Regions from separate parts of the Zea mays genome. Here regions 1 and 2 are each linked to region 3. A link is a contact called in public Hi-C data. All regions are on one chromosome and are shown on one strand. The core of a region is the stretch at or near the end of the contact, and the rest is flanking DNA. Distances in the headings are between cores, read along the strand shown. Region 1 holds the start of LOC100382875. Region 2 holds the start of LOC100384528 (Vesicle-associated protein 2-2). Region 3 holds the start of LOC100282282 (ran-binding protein 1).

Evidence for each region. Hi-C and Micro-C count contacts between places; a contact is called where the count stands out from the background.
Region 1: a Hi-C map of tassel shows a contact between it and region 3, with 4 times the contacts expected there. The contact joins the promoter of LOC100382875 here to the promoter of LOC100282282 in region 3. A contact is called at or near these places in 5 of 25 Hi-C or Micro-C datasets (bundle sheath, ear, leaf and 1 more).
Region 2: a contact with region 3 is called in a Hi-C map of ear, with 1.5 times the contacts expected there. The contact joins the promoter of LOC100384528 here to the promoter of LOC100282282 in region 3. A contact is called at or near these places in 2 of 25 Hi-C or Micro-C datasets (ear and leaf).

Annotation. Positions count from the first base shown.
Region 1 is chr8:117,863,587-117,867,324 of Zm-B73-REFERENCE-NAM-5.0, reverse strand. LOC100382875 reads left to right here and starts at 2,262. Exons shown (of 3, transcript NM_001175567.1): 1 at 2,262-3,714. The coding sequence starts at 2,305.
Region 2 is chr8:117,806,740-117,810,217 of Zm-B73-REFERENCE-NAM-5.0, reverse strand. It overlaps LOC100384528 (Vesicle-associated protein 2-2), which reads left to right and starts at 1,484. Exons shown (of 8, transcript NM_001177046.1): 1 at 1,484-1,761; 2 at 3,476-3,478. The coding sequence starts at 1,707.
Region 3 is chr8:118,050,106-118,053,805 of Zm-B73-REFERENCE-NAM-5.0, reverse strand. LOC100282282 (ran-binding protein 1) reads right to left here and starts at 1,685. Exons shown (of 4, transcript NM_001155194.1): 1 at 1,351-1,685; 2 at 1,110-1,261; 3 at 882-1,007. The coding sequence starts at 1,529.

The DNA.
Region 1 (3,738 bases), core at 1,013-3,512, 190 kb after region 3:
AAAAACCAAGAATATGGTTAACCCTTGTTATTAAGAATCTGGTTTCTTAAAAACTAGTTTCTTGGTATTATACCCTATTTAGATTGGAAAGCTTATATTCAAAGTTTGACTCTTTTGGAGTTAAGTTGAGCCTAGAAATATGAGTTAGAAAATTTAAAACAACCATGTTTCATGACTTATACTAGTTAGAAAGTCACTAAATATGTTTGTCTAAATCATAGAAACACCTTGGCCGCAACCAAATTTAGTTGAGAAAGATTTGCCAAAGTTGTGCTATGTAGAGGCACACTGGTCCGAGTGGCGCGGAAAGGGATGAAAACCGGTTTCGGGTTTGTGTACACCATTATAATAGTTGTATGTTGTATCAGAGGGGTTTATAGTCTTGCGAAATCATACCAACTGAGTTTATAGTGTGGCCACCACTGTGTACTAGAGGGAATGAGACCCATGGTGTTTGAACTGGAAACTCGGTAGTGAAGACGATAACGAGCACCCAAGAGTGGCTACATCAGAGACCCGCTTGCATGTGGGAAAGGACGAAAGTTATCCACATAGTTACCTGACTGGGAGGTTGAACTTTACGTGGATATCTTTGTTAGTTGTGAGGGGCTCCAAAAAGGACAGAGATTGCTTACCCTCTTCTCAATATCTCGGTACAAAAACCAGATTCATCAACGAGAGTTTATATCTCCATCGCCTTTAGTTTTTCATATTTGTACTGTATACCTTGGTTGTGTGCTTTATCTTCACAGATTAGTTGTTAGGCTAATGGATATATCCAGAACTCGTAGCAACACATTTAGTTAAAACCGTAGTTGCACATAGATAGTTTATTTATTGCGTAGGTTACCTTTAATTTGTGAATTAAGTTGACTAATTCACTTCCTCTTGAACGTCAGGTGTAAAAGAAGTTGTGATGGTCTTTATTTAAAAATACGCAAACTCCCTTAAAACTAAAACTAGAATGAGTTTTGAAAATTTAGTGGAATTAATATGGTTATTTTTTTTAAAAAAAACAAAGATTCAGAGCCAGAACCGCGCTTATACCCAACAAAACATTTTCTTGCTAGACAGCATCCTGAAATCGCGTTCAACGTGAGACTATTTTTAGTGTATACTGACCATTCCTGCAAACTTCTTGTCCTCTGGGGCCTGTCCCTTGAGTCTGTCCACCGAATTCGCTCTAATTCGGCATCATGATAATGTTCCTACTTTCCGATTCTGAATGTGAACACAGGGTGATAAATCACGCAGCTTGTTCGCTGCGGCTTGCTGCGGCTGCAATCCGGCTGCGGCTGCGGCTTCTACAGTATTTTTCTCTCTATGGATTGCAGCTGCAGCAGTCCAAACAGCTGCAACAGTGTCGGCTTGTAGCCAGCCGAACACGCCCACGGACTTTTGCTAAACACCTTTGCATTATTGGCGCCACTAGGACGTGATCCAAGTGATGGATTCCCTCACCTTCATGTCTTTCCGAACACTCTTGCGGCCGATAAGATTCCAAAGATCCCACCATTAGCTGAAGCAGTCTTAATCCAAAGACGGAACTGACCTGTTAGTCTGCGACACCTCGCTTGTCTCATGAAGGCAAAGTGATACCAAATATTTATTCATAAAATAGTAGGACTCTAAATAAATTTTAATTTAAAAATGAATATAAATATGATCTGATTTTAATTTGATCCGATTCATAAATCTTGTAATAGACACCGGTAAACATCTCGAACACTTCCTGGTGGGCCCCGCCTTCACCTGCACTTGCATTGCACGACCCTGACACCCAAAAATTTCAAACCATCGCATAATCAGACACGAAAGGACGCCGTCTGCCTGCCTTTACCGAGTTCAATTCTCCCGCTTTGGCGTCGCACGAAAGCAAGCAATCAGACTATCCGCAACCGTTACCTCTAAATTTTTCCCCCTATATCACTTTTCCCCCATATTTTTCCCCCTATTTTTTCATCTCCCGCAGCGGTTCCCCCTAAATACTCCCCCTATACCCCACTACCCCTATAAAATATCATTTTCTATACCAACTATCAATTTTTTATCTACTAACAATTACTCGTGGACCCACAGCACAGTGTTTAGGGTGATGAACAGTGACACGCCAGATTGAGGGGGAGAGAGAGGAGGACGGCGGGCTAGGGGGCAGTGCAGGGGCACCGCTGCGCGCGTGGAGCGCCCCCTGCACGCGCCATGCAAGGGGAGGGGGCAGCGTAGGGGCTGCCGTTGCGCACAGCCTCAGCAGCAGGACAGGCCAACCATACAACACAACCTTCTTCCCCATCTGCTTCAAGCCCCATGGCCGCCGTGGCTTTGAGCTTGGGCAGTGGCAGCGGTGGTAGGAGGAGACGGTCGTGCCGAGCGGCGCGCAGGGGGGACGGAGGAGGGGCAGGGGCAGGGGCAGGCTGCCGCCATTTCCACGTCCACTACCAGTACCACATCCCTCGCCAGGCAGTGTGGGCATCCTCGCCTCCTGCTGTTGCCCCCGTACGGTACCTGCTGATCCTTCCGGTGATTTTCTTGGCGGCGCTTGCCTTTCTCGTGTGCTTCGGCTGGCTCACCCTGGTCTACCTTGCGTCGTCGTCGCTGTGGAGCCGTAGCGTGGACCGCGCCGGCGACGCCAGTGGATTCGCCGGAGAAGACGAACGGGAGGAGAGACCTGTGATGCCTGTGACGGACACGGAGCATGCTGCTGGTCGTTCTGGCGTCTCAGGAGTTTGTGCTGGTGAAGGGAAGACGGAGATAGGAGAGGCTGGAGATGGAATCTCTGAGGAACGTCGGTACGTATCAACCATGGTTTCAACAGGAATCTGTTTCAGCGATGACGAGCGAGCCAGTGATGAGAAGATTGTCAAGGAAGTGATGGTGTTTGAGCCGTGTAAAGCTAAAGCATTTGCCGAGCTGGATGGTTCTTCGGAGGAGGAGGAGCACCAGCTGCTGCTAATGGACATTCCAATAGATTGTTTTCTTGAAGAGGTTATCAACACCAGGCAGTTCAGCATCTCACTCAGTAACGCAACCAAATTACTTGACGCGCTGTCAGTTGGTGAAGTAATTGCTGCAGATACGAAGGAAGTCTCAGATTTGAGTTCAACAGAGATCTGGAAATTCGTTGACAGGCATGATACTGCAGCAGAAAAAATACCAGTTCACGGTGCTGGGGCTGATTTTGTGATTCCGGAGGCAACGTATTCCGCTGATTCAACCCTTCATGGCCTTGAAGATGAGTATGAGAGTGAGATCAAACAAGAACAGAGCCTAGCAGAACTATCAGCTGACACTGTTCCTGGAAATGTCACCGACGAATGGCAAGAAACACAAACTTCGGTTACTGAGCATAACAACAAGCAGGCTGAACCTGAAGCAGCCTCCAGTGAAGGATACAGAAAGCAGGTCGTTGGTGTTTCAGACGAATCTCATGATTCCGTACGTGAAAATATATCTGAAAACGAAGCGGCTTCAAACGCTCCGTTCCATCAAACAAACAGCGATGAAGATACTGAACTCCAAGAAGGCCTTTTCCCGAACAAGCGAGCGGAGGCGTCAACGTCTGCGTCTGCTGTCTGCGATTTTGCCGACAACCATTGGCGAACAGCAGAAGAACTTGCTGGCTCTGCGGATGAAGGAAACGTTCACGGAGAGGGGAGGACTTCAGTCCTTGAAACGGCACAAGACGGGGATGAGGACAGAGACAATCATGTCTCCATGGTTAGTGCAGAACGACATGTACTT
Region 2 (3,478 bases), core at 235-2,734, 240 kb after region 3:
TGTGTGTTTGCAAAGAGAATTACTGTTCATTGCTATCGATCCTCTTCCGCGTCACCTTCGTTGCCGAGACGACGCCATAATCCTTGATATAGTAGTCATCGAACACGCGCGACATGACGAGTACCAATGACTCTTCGCTGGGCTACCAGATGAAGTGCACCCGGGCTCATCAGCGAGGTAGTACACCTGGCCGTTGCACTACCTAATGCGCTACTCCTCTACATACTTCATGTTCGCGGACACTCACACAATGTCAGTAATGGTCGTCGTCCCAGCGCACAAGAATTCATGGCCGATTAGTAGCGACTTACGTGGCAGGTTGGGTTTCAGATGGACGATGAGCTGAACGGCGTGATGACACCGTCGTCGGATGCGGTGCCCAGAACAACCCGAGAGTTGCCGACGTTGGCGACAACCATGAGATCCCCCTGCTTGGCGATGGACAACATGCTGTAGTCGCTCTGGACAGCCGGAGCTTGTCATACACAGCGACACATGCGGTCACGTAGGACTGCTTCCAGAGGTCGAACTGGCAGTCGCCAAGTTTCTTCTCGTCGTCGATGAGCGACGCCAACATGAGCGCCTCCTGCTAGTGGTGTTTGTTCGGGATTTTCAAGTAAGAAACATGGATTCATCCATAATGTTGGTTTATGAAAATGACTCAAAGTCAGATCCATGGAAAAAATATTAAGGAGAATAAGTGCCACGCATGCAAAAAAGAATTTAAGTCGGAAACATTATTCAAACAAAAGAAATTGTATGCAGTGCTCTTCTTTAAATACAGTAACCCTCAATTCAAAAATATAATTCAAGAATCTCGGTGATACTTATCTACTACTACGCATTGTACAATAGTAGCAGGTGAGCTTGGAGAGAGATATAGTAGATGTTTTTCTATCATATATGTAGACACAAACACACATGTGGTGTAGCGGTATCTACTGCTTGTATTTGCTTGAGGGGAATGAGAATGAGCTGTGCGTAGAGGGGAGAATGAGAAACACTTGAGAGGGAGCCTTATAATTTTTTGACTAATTTTATAAAATATGACACTGTTAGAGCATCTTCAACAGACTAGCTAAATGGCTCGCCAAACTAAATTTAATCTATTCAATAGCAAAATAAATCTCCAACATACTAGCTATCTGACTCGTCAAACTATCCGTCTCTCTAAATTGGTTTCATCACTAGCCAAATTTAGCTAGCCACCTGTCTAGTCAAACTAGGTAGATAATCTGTTGGAGTGTAGATGCTACATATATAGTATAATCTTTATGAAAAGGTAAATATAGAGTCAAATAGAGAGCCAAAAATAAAGTGTCTTTTGGAGATGTTTTTATAGTAATTTTTTCTGTATTGCTCTATATTTTAATTTGAGATACCCGTTTGAGATATGGTTGGAGCTCTAGTAGAGAAATTTCTGGCGAAAAAATTGGACATCGATCACGTTGCCATCTCACTAGCCTACATTTCGGCGGCCGCCGAAGGCCCGAAACCGTCGGGCGTCTCAGGGAGGCGCTGACGGGGGACTCGGAGTTGAGGCGCCGGAGTGGCGGCATCCCCCTCCAGTCCCAGTCCACTACTTTCTCTGTTCCTTTCCGAGACAGGCACGCACGACACGCGCTCGCACGCAGAGCAACTGCTTCGATCTCTCCGTGTCCGTCCTCTACTCTCTAGCTAACCGCGGTCGGCCCGGGGAGGTGGCGATGGGCAGCGAGGACATGCTCGTCGAGATCCACCCCCGCGAGCTCCGCTTTCTCGGTACGTGCCCTTCTTCTCGTTCCCTAATCAATCCTCTTCAGGCCAATGAAGGTTCGAGTTCAATAATTCAGTCGCCACGATCCATCCCTGACCTGTCGGGTTGATTTGCCTGATGCATTGGCGTCTGATCGTGGGCGGGTCTGTGATTATCCGCTGGCGCGTTAGTTTTCGGTCGATTTCTCATGACGCTGCAATGCTTGGGTCAGATTGGGTTTTTTGACGGGTGGGTCAGCGTGTTTGCGCCAGGGTTTAACTTTCCATGCTTCGATTTCGATTTGCACCTTAGGATGTACGACGGTCAAGATGATCTTAATACTTGCGATTGCGTGAGGTTTGTGCCAACAAATTTAAGGACCAACCTTGGCATTAGCACTTACATAACATTATTTGTACTTTCATCCGGATCCATCTGTTCTCCAGTCAACATGTGTGCTAGTGTGGTTTAGTAGTTGGGGTGTCAACAAAGTTCGTGTGCTGTCCTTCTGTCAATGGCTCTGAAATTTGGCATGTGGGAATGTGGCATATCTTGTTGATGTATATGCACATGCACATTTGTTGAATTGGTTGCAGCAGTGATATTCTAGATTCCCTGATTGTTTTCTTGCCACTTGTGATGACGTGGAAAAGAGTCAATAAAACATGGTATGCCACATATGGTGCTGTGTGTGTTATATGCGTAAGGATGCAGAATAGGTGAAACACACCAGTTTGTTTGAACTTTCAAGTGACGAAGGAGATTCAGCGAGCTAACAAACAACCTGACTTGTTCTGTACCATGTAGGTTTGGTCCAGGGACCTTTGTCGAAATAGGACAGATCTGAGTTTGTTTCTGTAATTATACTACACAGAAGCAGATTGTGCCTGTGATTGTGTGAAGTTGTGCAAGGCACTAATGAGTCAGTGATCATGTATTTCACAAACAAAATCCTACAGTTTTATCCAACGAGAACAAACTACTTTGTGTTGAGAGTGGACTAATTAAACGGAAACTGCTAAGGTGTTCCGTGCTTGGTTGGTAACAGACTACAATCTGCCTTTCAAAGGTTTGAGGAATCATGGAATCCATATTTCTTCATTAGTTGTTGGAACAGTATGTTTCATCTGCACCTTTGGAGGGTTGAACCAGAATATATCTTACATTGTTTGTACCATGCAAATGAGACAATTTTCTTAACTTGAAATTTTGTTTTGCAGTTTGTACCTTATTTGTGTAACATGTGAGTTACTGATTGTTCATGATCTATTTAAGCATGTCCTAACTCAATCCCAATGAGAACACATAAAAAATTAGGGACTTAGACATTCGTAATGTAGTACCTATGTTAGACTTACTAGTCTTTTTTTTTCTATACAAGAATTTGTATAGTTACTAGTTGTAGGAGAGTGAAACCCTAACCCTAATCCAGGGTTGGGTGTATAATATATATAGCAGTTAGGTGGGCCAAGGGCCAAGCCCATTACGCTGGATTTTAATGAACTGTTCAGTAATTTTATGTTAACATGCTATTCTTTCCTTTGTTATGGATAACATGCTATTCTTCAGAGGGTAGTTAATGTTAACTGGGATATCATATAGTCTATCATCGTACTTTTCTATTGTTATAAATTCTACCATCTGTAGGTTAGTGAATTATAGTCTAAGATCGTAATTCCATATTGTTTCTTATTCTACCACCTGTAAATCAATATTTATCTGACTTTCACTTGTTATCAGTTG
Region 3 (3,700 bases), core at 436-2,935:
GAGCTGACACAGAGCACACATGAGAACATATTCATAAAGAGGATGTTGGTAAACCAAAGCTGATGTCTATGATTGCCAGTAGGGAACTCATTTAAGTAAAATATGCACCAAAAAAGAAGATATTGAGCAGTTGTAAAAGCCAACCCTTTGAAATATGTAGGAGCATCAATGAAAAGAAAATAATTCGTTAGCACAATGCAAATGCAGAACGGTAGAAAGGTAAGCCTCTTTCAAATGCCACCCACAGATGCATGCCAAATAATTGTTCTCCTTAAAGAGAAGAAAGCGGTACAGCATATATTCTACAGCGGTAGAACTAACAAGCTATCAGAGTATTAGATCCCAAAGTTCCCAAAATCAATATCCAGTGCCAGTTCAGTCACCACGTGTATTAGGACTTACTATTTACAACACAAGAATTCACCATCTTATTATGCATTGAAGCCAGAAAATCAAGCATCTGTCCTTTGGCCACATTCGATTAGTTGCGGAAAACCAAAACCAAACAATGAAGGCAATTTCGTTCCTAAAATGGCTTCTTCAGCATCACTCGGTGGAACAAACTTGAACCATTAAAACGATTAATCAACAAAATAAAGACCTTAAACTCTTCAAAACCTATTTGTTTGGTCATTTTACAGTATTACAGTATCGTAAAGGGCAAGCCATCTAGTAGTTCCAGGCAAACCTACTTTTGGATTTGGTTGGAAGCTTCCCAGGCAGCAATGTCAACCCCAGGCCACCAAAATTGGATGCCTGGGCTCAAACAAAAAAGGCCCTTGAAATTTTATTTTAGAACACTGAGATTATGAAGTTGAACCATTTGGTATCAGACAGATACTTCGGGCTTAACAACCGGGTAAACGAGGTAGAGGACTCACTTTCTACCGAACCAAACCTGATGGCAAACATCTCCTCCTTAAGTTCGCCATCGGCAAAGTCAGCAGCGTGCCAAACACACGACTTGTCGCTGCCCGCATGCTCCTGCATCTTCGTGGTGGAGGCCACTGCATACACAGCGCGGAATAAGAATCCTACTCTTTGGGATCAACCAAAAGCTCGATTAAATAAATTGTGACGGCGAATTTCAAGTAGAGAGGAAGGGATACCGAGGTGGTTCGCGCAGATCTTAAGCGTTTTAGCCTGGCGCATGACTAGGCGGACCTTGCCGGTCTGCTTGTGCTTGAGAAGCTTGACAGCGCCCGTGCCCCGTTCCTTCCATTGGTTACCGTCTTTGTCGAATCGGTACAGCTTCGCCTTCCTGCAAAACCCGAATCAGCACTAAATCGAGCGGGGGCGGCCAACCGCGCGCAGCAATGAACAAGTACATGGGGAGGGAGGGCGCCTCACATGTCGAGCAGGACGTCCTCGTCCTCCTCGCCGGTGGTGACGGCTACCTCCTCAAGCCGCACGATGGGAGCCACCTGGGCGCCCGTGTCCTCCTCCTCCCCCGCGGCGGCGGCGGCTGAGGCGTCCTCCTCCTCCTCACCCGCCTCTGGCCGCTCCACGACAGGCTCCTTGTCCGCCATGAGGTGGGTGATCGCGGCGCGATTCGATTCGAACTTCGAAGAGGATGCGACGGCGGGGCAAGGGAGGAATTCTCCGGAAGCTTTGGGTGCAGGCCTGGCTGCGCCTGCGTGCTAGGGTTTTTGTGCGCGGAGGGGAGACGTATAGCCAGCGAGGATAGGTCACTTTCAGAGAGTGGGGCCCCATGTGCGGCGTGCCCACTGTCGTGCACGCGGTTGGAACTTGCAATTTGCAAACCCTCGCGTAGCCTGTCACTTCCGAACACCAAAAAAATCAGTAGAGTGTACGCCCTTGATTATGGTTTTTATAATAAAACTAGGTGGATGCCCGTGCGTTGCCACGGGAGTTAAAATTTAGTATAAAACATAGATACAGAAATACAAACATCACTATGATATGTTAAATCCATGTGGTAAGACTGTTCCAAATTATAAATATTTTAGTATTTCTAAAGAATCAGTATTGAAGCACACATTGACGACGTCGTCCGTGGCGCCCATGACGCCGTAGTGACACAGCATGTCGCAGAGGCGCGTGTCGCACTGCATGGACGTGGAGATGGCACTGAGGCCAGTTCAAGCTCACTTTCTGGCACACCCTGTTATGCTCCTTGTGTTGGTTGGCCACGCATACCAGCGTCACGGGGAGTTCCAAGGCCTCGAACTCCGTCACCAGCTGCTCCATGGTCAGTTTGGCGGGGCGTCTCACGAGAGTCACGAGCCCCACCACCACGTATGTCGGTTAAGTATGTCGGTAAGCCGATATTCTTAACATAAGAACGTTGATCTATTAAAGTAAGAACGTCGGTTTCTAGCCGACATTTTTCTAGTAGTGGTAGTGGTGCGGTGCCGGGGTGATGAAGTCGTGCGCCATCAGCCACGACACCAAAGGCTCTAAGTTGAAGGGGTGCTTGCCCGTGAGCCGGACAAGCGCCGGGTGGCGCCGCACCCACGCGTCAGATGTATTCGGATTTCTATTGAGTTCAAGTACCCTGTAGTCATTAAATGACAATGAACTTGAAGAGTGTTGCACTAAATTTGCAGACATTTTCTCTCACGATGGTTCATCTGATGTTGAGGTACTTGATCTGATTTCTGAATTAAAGATTTTGAAATTCACTTTGCGAGATCACACATTATGTGCTATGGAGATTAATGATATATGAGTTAAAAGGGTCTCTATGTAAGTTTTTGCCTAGGGCCCCTGAAATCTTAGGAACGGCCCTGAGTTCGTGGTCTCCTCGTGTGTTTAGGCCCCTAATCTCGCGGGAAATGTTGGAGAACGTCTAGAAACGGATCTAAATCTCCCTCTATATATTTGAAGAGATACAATTAATTAAATAAACAACAATCGATCAAACAATAAATATACATTTTAGTAAATATATGTAACTGTACATGTATGTAAAGATACGCACATACTCCACGGTGACGCACACGCATAACGCCGTAAGGGAGGGACTGTGGGAGGCTGGGAGCAGTAAAAACAGCATTTGTTTTTTCTACCCACCACAACCACCTATGCGTATCAGAATCAGTTTCACGATCCCTCCTCATCAACCACACTTCCATTCCCTTCTCAGTTCTCACCGTGCAGGCGTAGTGCTGTGCAGAGGCCTGGACATAAAAGAGAGGCAGCGCAGTTCACTACTACATCCATCCAACCACGCTGTCTTCCTTCCGCCGCGAGGGCTTCCGCTGCAGCGCGATCGCCGCATTCCACCCTCTTCCTTCCTGGAACAGCAGGGCTTTGGCACTCGACTCCTCCACCACAGCTCCAACCAAAGCAAAGCGGTTTTCAAGGTACGGACCGTACCACGCAAAAACCCCAACCGCATTTCCCTTCCCCTATGCTTGCTACTACCCCCGCTTTCTTCCTCGCTGGATCCGCGGACCAGCGCAACCCCGTAAAGCTAGTAGTGCCTTCCGTCGAGTCTGACCGGCATGGTCTCGGATCCTTTTTCTGTTCTGTTTTTTTATTCACTCTGCGTCTTCGACGGACGGATAATCGACCATGCTCCAGCGCTTGTTACTGATGATCAGATTGGTTCGTGTGCTGATGATGCGAGGGCATGATTTTCCCTCATACTCCTACCTGATAACGCGATGTAGCCTTCAGCCATCTATGCACTTATGCAGGGCATTGATTCTGGAAAAAAAAGATCGTCAACAGA